3 separate regions of the Mus musculus genome follow, and all the other regions are linked to region 1. A link is a contact called in public ChIA-PET data. All regions are on one chromosome and are shown on one strand. The core of a region is the stretch at or near the end of the contact, and the rest is flanking DNA. Distances in the headings are between cores, read along the strand shown.

The links. ChIA-PET counts read pairs in DNA pulled down with a chosen protein or histone mark.
Region 2: a contact with region 1 is called in an RNA polymerase II ChIA-PET map of memory CD8 T cells, with 26 read pairs. The contact joins two enhancer-like sites. A contact is called at or near these places in 2 of 115 datasets of contacts at active chromatin or transcription factors (CD8 T cells and memory CD8 T cells).
Region 3: a contact with region 1 is called in an RNA polymerase II ChIA-PET map of memory CD8 T cells, with 14 read pairs. The contact joins two enhancer-like sites. A contact is called at or near these places in 1 of 15 datasets of contacts at CTCF or cohesin (CD8 T cells) and 2 of 115 datasets of contacts at active chromatin or transcription factors (CD8 T cells and memory CD8 T cells).

Annotation. Positions count from the first base shown.
Region 1 is chr2:9,748,494-9,751,693 of GRCm38.p6, forward strand. No RefSeq gene overlaps it. Among named protein-coding and RNA genes, the nearest start is that of Gata3, 130 kb to the right of the region's middle. Within about 2 kb of position 1,503, at least 52 of the 459 cell types and tissues checked have an H3K27ac peak or open chromatin away from gene starts, as enhancers often do. A contact at or near this core is called in memory CD8 T cells, where this site is marked.
Region 2 is chr2:9,518,649-9,521,848 of GRCm38.p6, forward strand. No RefSeq gene overlaps it. Among named protein-coding and RNA genes, the nearest start is that of Gm13218, 73 kb to the right of the region's middle. Within about 2 kb of position 1,588, at least 30 of the 459 cell types and tissues checked have an H3K27ac peak or open chromatin away from gene starts, as enhancers often do. A contact at or near this core is called in memory CD8 T cells, where this site is marked.
Region 3 is chr2:9,562,996-9,566,195 of GRCm38.p6, forward strand. No RefSeq gene overlaps it. Among named protein-coding and RNA genes, the nearest start is that of Gm13218, 28 kb to the right of the region's middle. Within about 2 kb of position 1,641, at least 28 of the 459 cell types and tissues checked have an H3K27ac peak or open chromatin away from gene starts, as enhancers often do. A contact at or near this core is called in memory CD8 T cells, where this site is marked.

The DNA of each region.
Region 1 (3,200 bases), core at 253-2,752:
TGGCTTGTGAACTACTGTAAATCTTTACTGTACTGCAGAGCAGAGCATGCTAACAGTGAAGAGCCCAGATCTAAGCCATCAGGAAACCACAGCCGAAGGCCGAGCTTCTAGGGTATCAGTTTCCATCAGCAATGTCCCTCATAAGGTTGTGCTTGAACATGAGCTAGTGCTGCTGTTAGGCAAGTTTGTGGAACCTTTGGGACATGTGGCCCGGCTGGCAGATTTAGGTCTCTAAGAGCACACCTTTGAAGGTTGTGTTCCACCTCCAGCTGTGGTCCTGTTCTCTGATTCCTGGTCTCGCTCGTGTGTGAGAACCTCCTCTGTCCCATGGTCCCACATGTACATGTCACATGATCCCACATGTACATGTCACATGGTACCACAGAGTCACTTTAACACACCTCCTCCTCCATGATTCCAGCTCATGAGCCAAGAAAAACCTCTCTGTCCTTAAATCCTTTCTCCCGGGTATTTTTCTCATCGTGATAAGAAAGGTAATTGACAGATACCGTCAGGCAGCTGGTGACTGAGAGAGCCAGACTTCACATCTACAAGTTCCCGTTATAAAACAGTTTGTATTATCCATCCATCCATCCATCCATCCATCCATCCATCCATCCATCCAGAGCCCAAGCTAGGCATCACTTGCTTGCCTATATACATGAGCAGGCATAGCACAAAGCTGTACTACTGGCCTTGGGAGAGAACTAGAACTCAGCGAGTAAACTGCCTCCCTTCCAGAATGCAGGTTCTGTTCTGTTTTTCCCATCAATTAATTTGTGTATTCACCTTGCAGCACAATTGATGCTCTCCTCCTCCTTCTCCTTCTCCTCCTCCTTCCCCCACCCCTCCACACACACAGTGTCTCCCTCCATCCCCACTTCCCTTCTCCTTTGAGAAGGTAGAACTCCCATCCCCGCCCATTATCCCCCAGCCCTGACACATCAAGTTTCTGCCGGGCTGGCGAATCCTCTCCCAAAAGGCAGCCCAGTTAGGAGAATGGGATCCATGGGCAGGACTTAGGAACTGTCCCTGCTCCAGTTGGGAGACTTGCATGAAGACCAAAAAATAAATAAATAAATACAAGTTAAGTGTAATGACCAATCCTTGTAGCCCCAGCACTGAGGAGATGAGGGAGGAGGATTTCTGGGGCTCGCTAGCCAGCGGAGACTACTTGGTGAGGCCCAGACCAATGAGAAAAATAAAAAAATAAAAATAAAAATAAAACAAGGTAGACACACCAGAGGATCAACATACACAGTCATGTTTACGTGCATACACACACACACACACACACACACACACACACACACACACACACACACCATGGACTCATCAGGAGGGTGCCATGAGCAACAAGTGTTGCTTTAATAACAATTATCCTAATCTAGAAACCCAAGGAAAAGATCAACAGTTCCATCCTTCCTCGCTATTCAGCCACCAGTCCTTTGGAGCGGGGCTGGGCCAGCAATGAGAATTCTCAGCAGCAATCTGTGCCGGCCACCGCTGACTTCCTGCTTTCTGTCTACTGTGTTTCAGCAAGGGACTTTCCTCAGTGGTATGCTAACCTACATTTTCCAAACCATCAGGTCCTTTGCTATTGAACCTACCAAAACTGAAAGGGGAAAAAAATGTGTAACACAACACAGAGAAAGCAGCCTGGACATCTTTTGTAAAGCTGTGTGGACATGAAATGGTTTTTAGTAAGCTTGCCAATGAGAGTCCTGAGAAGCACAGATCATTACGTTGCCTGAGAAATGTCTGAGGCTTCAAGGCTAGAACACCACATCCTAATGAGTAATGAGGATTACATAACTAAGAAGATAAGCAACACCACCCACCGATTGCATGGAAATGCTAATGCTGAGTTCCTGGCCGCAGCCTGCAGTAAAAAGGAAGAACAGAACTTCAAAATATTACTCCCCATTGTTGCATAAAACCACGATTGGTTTGCCATGATTGTTCATTTTGCCTTTCGAGATTCTTAACTCCCTATCTAAAAGCTCAGCTGTGTCTTTCATTCACAAATCAATGTTCAGCAAAAGTCCTTAAGAGACCCTCCCCCTCCTCCAACCGAATGCAAGCTTGAGATGTGCTTCAAGGGAAACTTGCATAATAAGTAAAACAAGGACTGCATTCCTCAGGTGGGGAAGAGATCCATGGGAGAGCATATGCAGAAACCCCGGTATGCAAGTTCTAGTGTAAGCATGCAAACACACACACACACACACACACACACACACACACACACACATACACACACACACACACACACACACACACATTCACACACTCAAACACACACACATACACACACATACACATTCAAACACACATTCACACACTCACACACACACAAACACACACATTCACACACACATACACACACATACGCACACATTCACATACGAACACAAACACACATTCACATACTTTGTTTCCAGGGTTCAAATTCTAGTGTAAGCATGCAAATACACACACAAACACACACACACACACACTTTGCTTCCATGAACCATGTCTCAAGTTTCCATTTGCTTGGAGGAAAGGGCTTTTAAGAATTTTTGCTAAACACTGATTTGGAAATGGAAAACTGAGTTTCTCTCAGACAAGGAGTGTTGGCAGAGGGACACCCACATGCCACAGCACGTGTGTGGAAGTCAGAGGACAATTCGTGTGAGTCAGTTCTTTCGTTCTATCATGTGGGGCTGGGGGACCGAAGTCAGAGGACAATTCGTGTGAGTCAGTTCTCTCATTCTATCATATGGGGCTGGGAGACCGAATTTGAAGTCCCAGGTTTGTTGGCAAAAGCCTTTACCTTCTGAGCCAATTTAATGGCCCACAACAAAGCCTTAAAACAAAGAAATCCTACAGTCCTCCTCACTCTGCTGTGGTAGTTTCACTATGGAAAGTTCTTCAGTATTGCTAACTTACATCTCCCTTGCTGCCCGACGTAAGGGACATCTTAGGGCCTGTGTGGTGATATATATCTCTACTCCCAGTACTGGGAAGGCTGAGGTAAGAAAATTGCCCTAAGTTTGAAACCAGCCTGATCTCTATAGCACCGTCCCAGGTCACAGTTTCCAGAAGTTCCTCCTCAGAATGCAGGTCACTTACACTGAAAATGTGAAAATTCAAACCATGAAAGATACAATGTTATTACTAGAATATTACATTTTTTTCAGTCTATAAATAATTTT
Region 2 (3,200 bases), core at 338-2,837, 230 kb before region 1:
AATTCCATAAGGACTGACAGAGCCTCCTGCCATAACTGGAGAGAGGGGTTGAATAAGATATGATTCAACCTCCCCTTTGAGTTGGTATTGAAGAAAACAACCAGCAAAGAGAAACAGGATTTCCTTAGTTCAATAATTTTGCTACTAGCAAAAACAAACAAACAAAACCTTTAATCAAGCAATTGTGGTGAGTAGTGGATTAAAGAAAATTAATGGATTTCCTAATGATTTATATAACTGTTGTTGCTGCTGCTAGGCGCAGCACCCACAGAAGTGACACTGTGCAGTTCAACAGATTGTAGGTAACAGTGAAGGTTGTTGTGAGAGCTTCTGTGCCAGGTAGACACATTAATAGTTTTTAAATTATATCTGTAAGAGATTGAATGTTGAACCTCATGCACACGGGCCAAGCATTGTGCCACAGAGCTGTATCCACATATATATTGCTTTTTAGCTTGACACAGTTTCTCACTAAATTGTCCAAGCTGGCCTTGGGCTCATTGCTTATCCTAGGTAGGCCTTGAACTTGCCATCCTTCTGACTCAGTCTCCCAAATCACAATAACTGAGTTACAAGCCCATAACTGTAATGTCAGGATGGCTCTCATTTAACTCATCAATGACTATATTTGCATTTTAGAAGGAGACAGAAAACTCTAAGAGGTTAAGTAGGCAGGTCGGCTTGCAGGATCAGAGAGCTCAAATCAGTCATACTGCTGATCATTCCGCTAATCCATCTGCCTGGCTTTGTTGATCAAATCAGGAAAATTGGATCTCACTTCCGCCCATTCTTGCTTGACTGGAATTCCTCAACTTCTTTGAACTATAGAGAGGACAACAGAGGGAGAAGGAGAGAAGGAGGAAGAGGCAAAGAGGCCTTTCTCAGCTAACCCAGGAGATGAGGTAAGCCACCATTATTGCCTGTGGGTGTGAGTAGGTGGGTGAGGCTATGGGCGTGACACATGGCAGTTAGAGGACAACTGGGGGACTCAGTTCTCTCCTGCCATCATAGGACACCTAGGGACAGAAGTCAGCTGCTCAGCCTTGACAGCAGGCCCCATCTCACAACAACCCCTACCTTAGTTTTTCATTAATTAATTAACTTATTCACTTTATATTCCAATATCAGCCCTCCTGCTCTTCCCAGTCCTCCCTCCCCTCATAGAGCTCTTCCCTCCATTCCTTCTCCCTCTTCTCTGATGGAAACAGATGCAGAGACCCACCGCCTACCTTATTTTTAAGACAGACTCCTGGGACTCCCCTATTTGTCTAAGCTGCCAGCAAACTCCAGGGATCCTCCTGCCTCTGCTTCCCAGCACTGGAGAAACAGGTATACATCACTCGCTTGACTTTTCATGTGGGTGTTGGAGACAGAAAGGGTTTCCTGCTTGAGCAGAAAGCACTCTACCCACTGAGCCATCTTGCCAGCCCCTTCTTCTTAAGAAAGTAAAAAGCATACAGCTATCCATTCTTGTTTGGCAGGATGGAAAAAAAAAAAAAAAGAATCCATCTCTACTTCTGAAAGGTATGTACTGAATTCACTGGTTTTTGTTGTTGTAAAGTGAAGAAAAAAAACCTAAGAGGTTTGTTTTATTTCCTGCAAATATTTCGCATTGCCAAGGCAACTAGAGTAACATCCCAGCCACCACAAAGGTAGTGTGAACCACAGGGAAATGAGTGTGTGGCTTGAAAGGTAAACTCCAAACTGAAACTAAAAGTTTCAAAAAATACACTAGAAAGAGTCAAGGCTTATACCACCAATTTATAATAAAAAAAATCAGAATAGTTTTTAACTTTAAATTAAATAAAAGTTATACGAGTACCCAGAGCCCCTATGGGACCAGTACTTCAACTACAAACTCACAAATGAAATTTCCAACAAAATAGAAAAGAATACTGCCTAGCACAATTTAATTGAGTTTCCTGGAGGGCCAAGCTGAAAGCAACTGACTCTTCCATACTGTGGGAAGAAAGAAATCTCTCATGCCCAGTAGAAAAGATGTGGATGAAGTCATAATGCATCATTTAATGCCACTGGGGTTTCTTCAAAGTTATATGTTTCTTCAAGATGCCAGAAGCATTCAGAAATTAAAGATGATGGGCTCTTTCCCCCTGTAGACTCGTCCTCTACCATCACCACCTATTTAAATTAATTCTACTGCAAAGCAAAACTTTAGGAACCCTGGCCTAGAAAGTCAGTTGAGCAAACGTGTCCATTAAAGGACAGGCAAGAACTAGGACAGGAGCAAGCACCTCTGGCTAGCCCTCGGCATCCTTGGGAGACGGCAGCTCAGCCTGGTCCCACCTTTTATGGCCCTCTGACAAGCACAGCTGTCCTTCTGGAAGGTAGCCACCAGGCTCCTGAAACTCTAACTTGGACAAGGGTCACCTGTGATTTGAACAGAAATATCAAAAAGGAGTATCTTTCTGCCTGTTGATTTCATGGTTTAAAAAAATAAAAGTATATCTTATTTCCCACCAATCCTCTGGAGTCTGCACAGTAGACAAACAGGAGAAAAACTGATTCTGTCATCAATTGGTTAAGAAAACCAAGAAGGCTAAATCCACAATGACAGTCATCCAGGGGAAAGGCTGTCCCTTGGCTACCTGGTGAATAGTAGCTTGTAGAGGGCTGGATTAGACAAGTTGTTGTAGATTCAGTAGTAGAAGGGGGATCCTGTTCTTCTAAATTTGTAGCTATTATTGAACATTTGGCTGGAACCAACATGTCTTCGTTCAAATCAACTAAATTAAACTGAAAGAAGCCCAAGCTTCCAGCTCTTTAGTGCCTGATAATTAGCAGCCGAGTAAAATGGAAGGCATGGCAGTCCATGCTTGCCATGTCGGAGCTGGGGAACGGAAACAGGCAGATCCTTAGGGCTTGCTGGTCTACCAGCCTAGCCAAACTATTAAGAGATCCTATAAGGAGAGAGACACATATAGACAGACAGACAGACAGACAGACAGACAGACAGACAGAGGTGGGGAATGCTCACAAGGAATAATATCCCAAGATTAACTAGTAGCTTCCATGCACAGGCATATTTACACATATACATTTACACATGCCCATGCACCCACCATCGGAACATGTGCCCACATAGTTTTAAGAAGTCAACTCAGATATTCATAATTTTTAACAGCTCTCTCCCAGAGATGTCGGAAGAATTAACAAGATGGTGTCTACAAAAACGCTCTCAG
Region 3 (3,200 bases), core at 391-2,890, 190 kb before region 1:
CCCAACAATTGACCTTTAGTCTCCATACATCAAACACACACATACACACACACACACACACACACACACACACACACACACACAATTGAATTAAATCTACCAAAGTCTTCAGCCCTTGCATTATGGAAGAGAATGAAACATGGATTATATACATTCCCACACGCAAATGGATCAGGATACCAGCAGTTATGATAATAATATCTATTCTCATTTTCTCTTTGTAAGAGTAACAAAAACATCTTCTGGGGTAGCTAACTGCCTTAGTTTAGAGAATAATATTTCAATAACTGGGGAGAGAAAAAGGAAAGAAGGGAAGAAGGAAAGAAGGAAAGAAAGAAACAAAGAAACCAAAAAAGAAAGAAGAGAAAGAAGAAAGAGAGAGACGAGAAGTCCAAGACTGAGTGATTCAGTGTGTTTTACCATCACTCAAATCAACTTTTGCATTAATCTAATGAGTAGCCAAACCAGGGAAACCATGACACAGCCCTCCTCAGCACAACGACCCAGATAGGCCTCTGCCTGCACACTCAGGAAGTATAAAGGGACAAGAGGGGACTCTGGCTAGAATTTGAATGTCCCATGCAAGGCTTCCTGCTCCAGGTGCCAAATCAGAGACTTCCAGACTCCAAGAGCTACTGTCTTGCATCATGATCTTTTGCTAGAGGGTTCTGCAAGAGGAAGAGAGTCCCCTCTGCCTCCTGCCTGAAGTCACCTCTGCCCTGAAGCATGTGTGATTATCCCTCGTCATTATCTCAGTTTACCTAGCTGTGCTCCTAATCAGCCACTCCTCAGCGTTTCATAGGTGATGCTGTCAAAATACCACAGCCCTGGTTAACCACACTGAAAGGCCTTGTGCTCAAACACAGGCTTAATTCAGTTACAGAATATTTTTCCTGGGCCCTTGGTGACAGTTGGATGCTCTGAGTCCTAATTCAAACTCATGAAAAACAAAACAAAACAAAAAAATCAAACCCACGTACTTCCTTCCTGTGAGAGAAAGTATCCATAGTCACTATAGAAAGCATATGTTAAGCCATATAAATGGCTAGCTTAAAAAATTAGAAAGAATTGCAATCTTTCTGATACATAAAAACTGTCCTGACCCAGATTGGAACTTTACCTGCTAATACACTGGACAATTTTAGTGTATGGTGTGAGGAGTATGTAGGGGGGGGGGGTTGTGTGTGTGTGTGTGTGTGTGTGTGTGTGTGTGTGTGTATGAGAGAGAGAGAAAGAGAGAGAGAGAGAGAGAGAGAGAGAGAGAGAGAGAGAGAGAGAAGAAAGAACTAGAACAACTTCCAAGTAAGCTTACTAGCAATGATCCAGCTTAATTTAAAATTCTGGAAACCCACCCCACCCCACCCCACCTACACTATCTCACAAAATTTGCAGTGGAATTATTTGTGAGGAATTTGGCTAAGAGGTTCCTACATCCATCTTCCTGCAGGTAAAAGAACCACTCTGCCCCGTGCCCTCATCTCTAAAGAATAATGCCCCTCTGTTCTCTCTAAAACGTCCTTCTACAAATATAAGCTCATTTGTGGCTCACTAAGTGTGAAACAATTACACCCACAAGCAGACCAGCAGAGAGCAAAAATAGACTGGTGCATACTTTTCAGTTTGTGGTCTCCTCTGGGTTGAAACACAAAGAGAGAGTTAACAAAATGAATGACAACATTACACCTGAAGAAGATGGGGAAGCCAGATAACCTACTCCAGTGTTTCTCTTTGACAGCCATTACAACACCAGTGCCTAGAAATATAACTCAACACTTGAGCTGCAGTCACTTGAATGATAACCGTTAGCTTCAGGGCCCTGGAAGAAACCAGCTTTTGCCCAGGACAGATGTGGATGGGAGGTGTGTGTGAAGTGGTGGGTCTCTGCAAGCTCACTGCAGGGTAAATGGTGAGCACAGCTTTGCTTTGAACATTCTCAGATCTCCAGAGAGCGGCTATTACGGCACATTGTGAAGAGAGCAGCTGTTAAATTTATTGCTACTTAAAACTTTGTAGATTGGAGATGCCGAAGAGGACGAGCTTATCTGTGAAGCTATTCTGGATTCTGGAGTAATTTGCCATCCGTGCTTGCTACGTATGGAGAAAGTGGCAAATTCAAAGGCTGTCTTTTATTTCGCTAATGGAATTAAGAATGCACATGGCTGGAGTGGTAATCAATGCCTCACTGTGATGGATTATAGTTTGGCTAAATAGTATGACCTTTAATTATCTTCGAAAAAAATGCAATTTCCCAATGTCTTTGGTGTTCGCTCTGTTATTTCCTATACAAATATAAGCTGTCATGTGCTATTTTTATTTAGCTTACAGAAGTTTAGGACTCATGAAAGGTGCTAGATTAATAGCCCCAGAGTGAAACTGTTTATCCCTTTAGTCATTTATTATTAAACCTTTTTAGAACACTTTGCTCTTTTTTTGGATCTCAGTATAGTGGATTCATTTTAAAGTGTTTTTAATAACACCCTTTTACACTGCATAAGCATATTTCTAATAAGAACATTGCAACCCACCAGGTAAGGGATGGCACTGGGGTCATGAGGAAATTGAAGTGTTGAGTTGTTTTCCCAACTCTGAGTATGACCCACCCTAAAGACATGTGTAGCTACTGAGCAGAGTGGCTGGTGGAGGCTAACTGAGAATGTATAAGGAATACGAACCGCAGTTCCACGGACAACATCAATCTGCCTGTATCAATGATCAGAAACAGAAGTTACTGTTGGACACAAGATGACAACCAACAAGACGCAAGAATAACTCAGTGATGCCTCCTTGAGACTCAAAGGAAAGAAGCAAGTAATGATTTTTTGAAGGTGGAATGCTATTTCGCTGCTTGTTTTAGGAAAGATAACTAGACTTTGAAATACATCCAGGCTTAGGATATAACTCAGCAGGAAAGGACAGGTTGGGCAGAAGTATTGCTTTTAATACTTAAACAGATGGTGTCGGGGGAGAGAGAGAGGAGAGAAATTAACCCGCTTAATCCAAAAAGACTTCTCGTTTATTTGTTTGTTTGTTTGTTTGTTTGTTTGTTTGTTGAGATAAGATCTCAAGGAGCCCAAGATGGCCTGTGCTCTCTATGAATCCAAGGATGACCCCGAATTCCTAATGCTCTTGCTCGCCTTCCCCTTCAGAGTACTTGGAGTCAAGGTGTGCCCCCCAGCCCAATCCCTGGTTTGTGTGGTGTC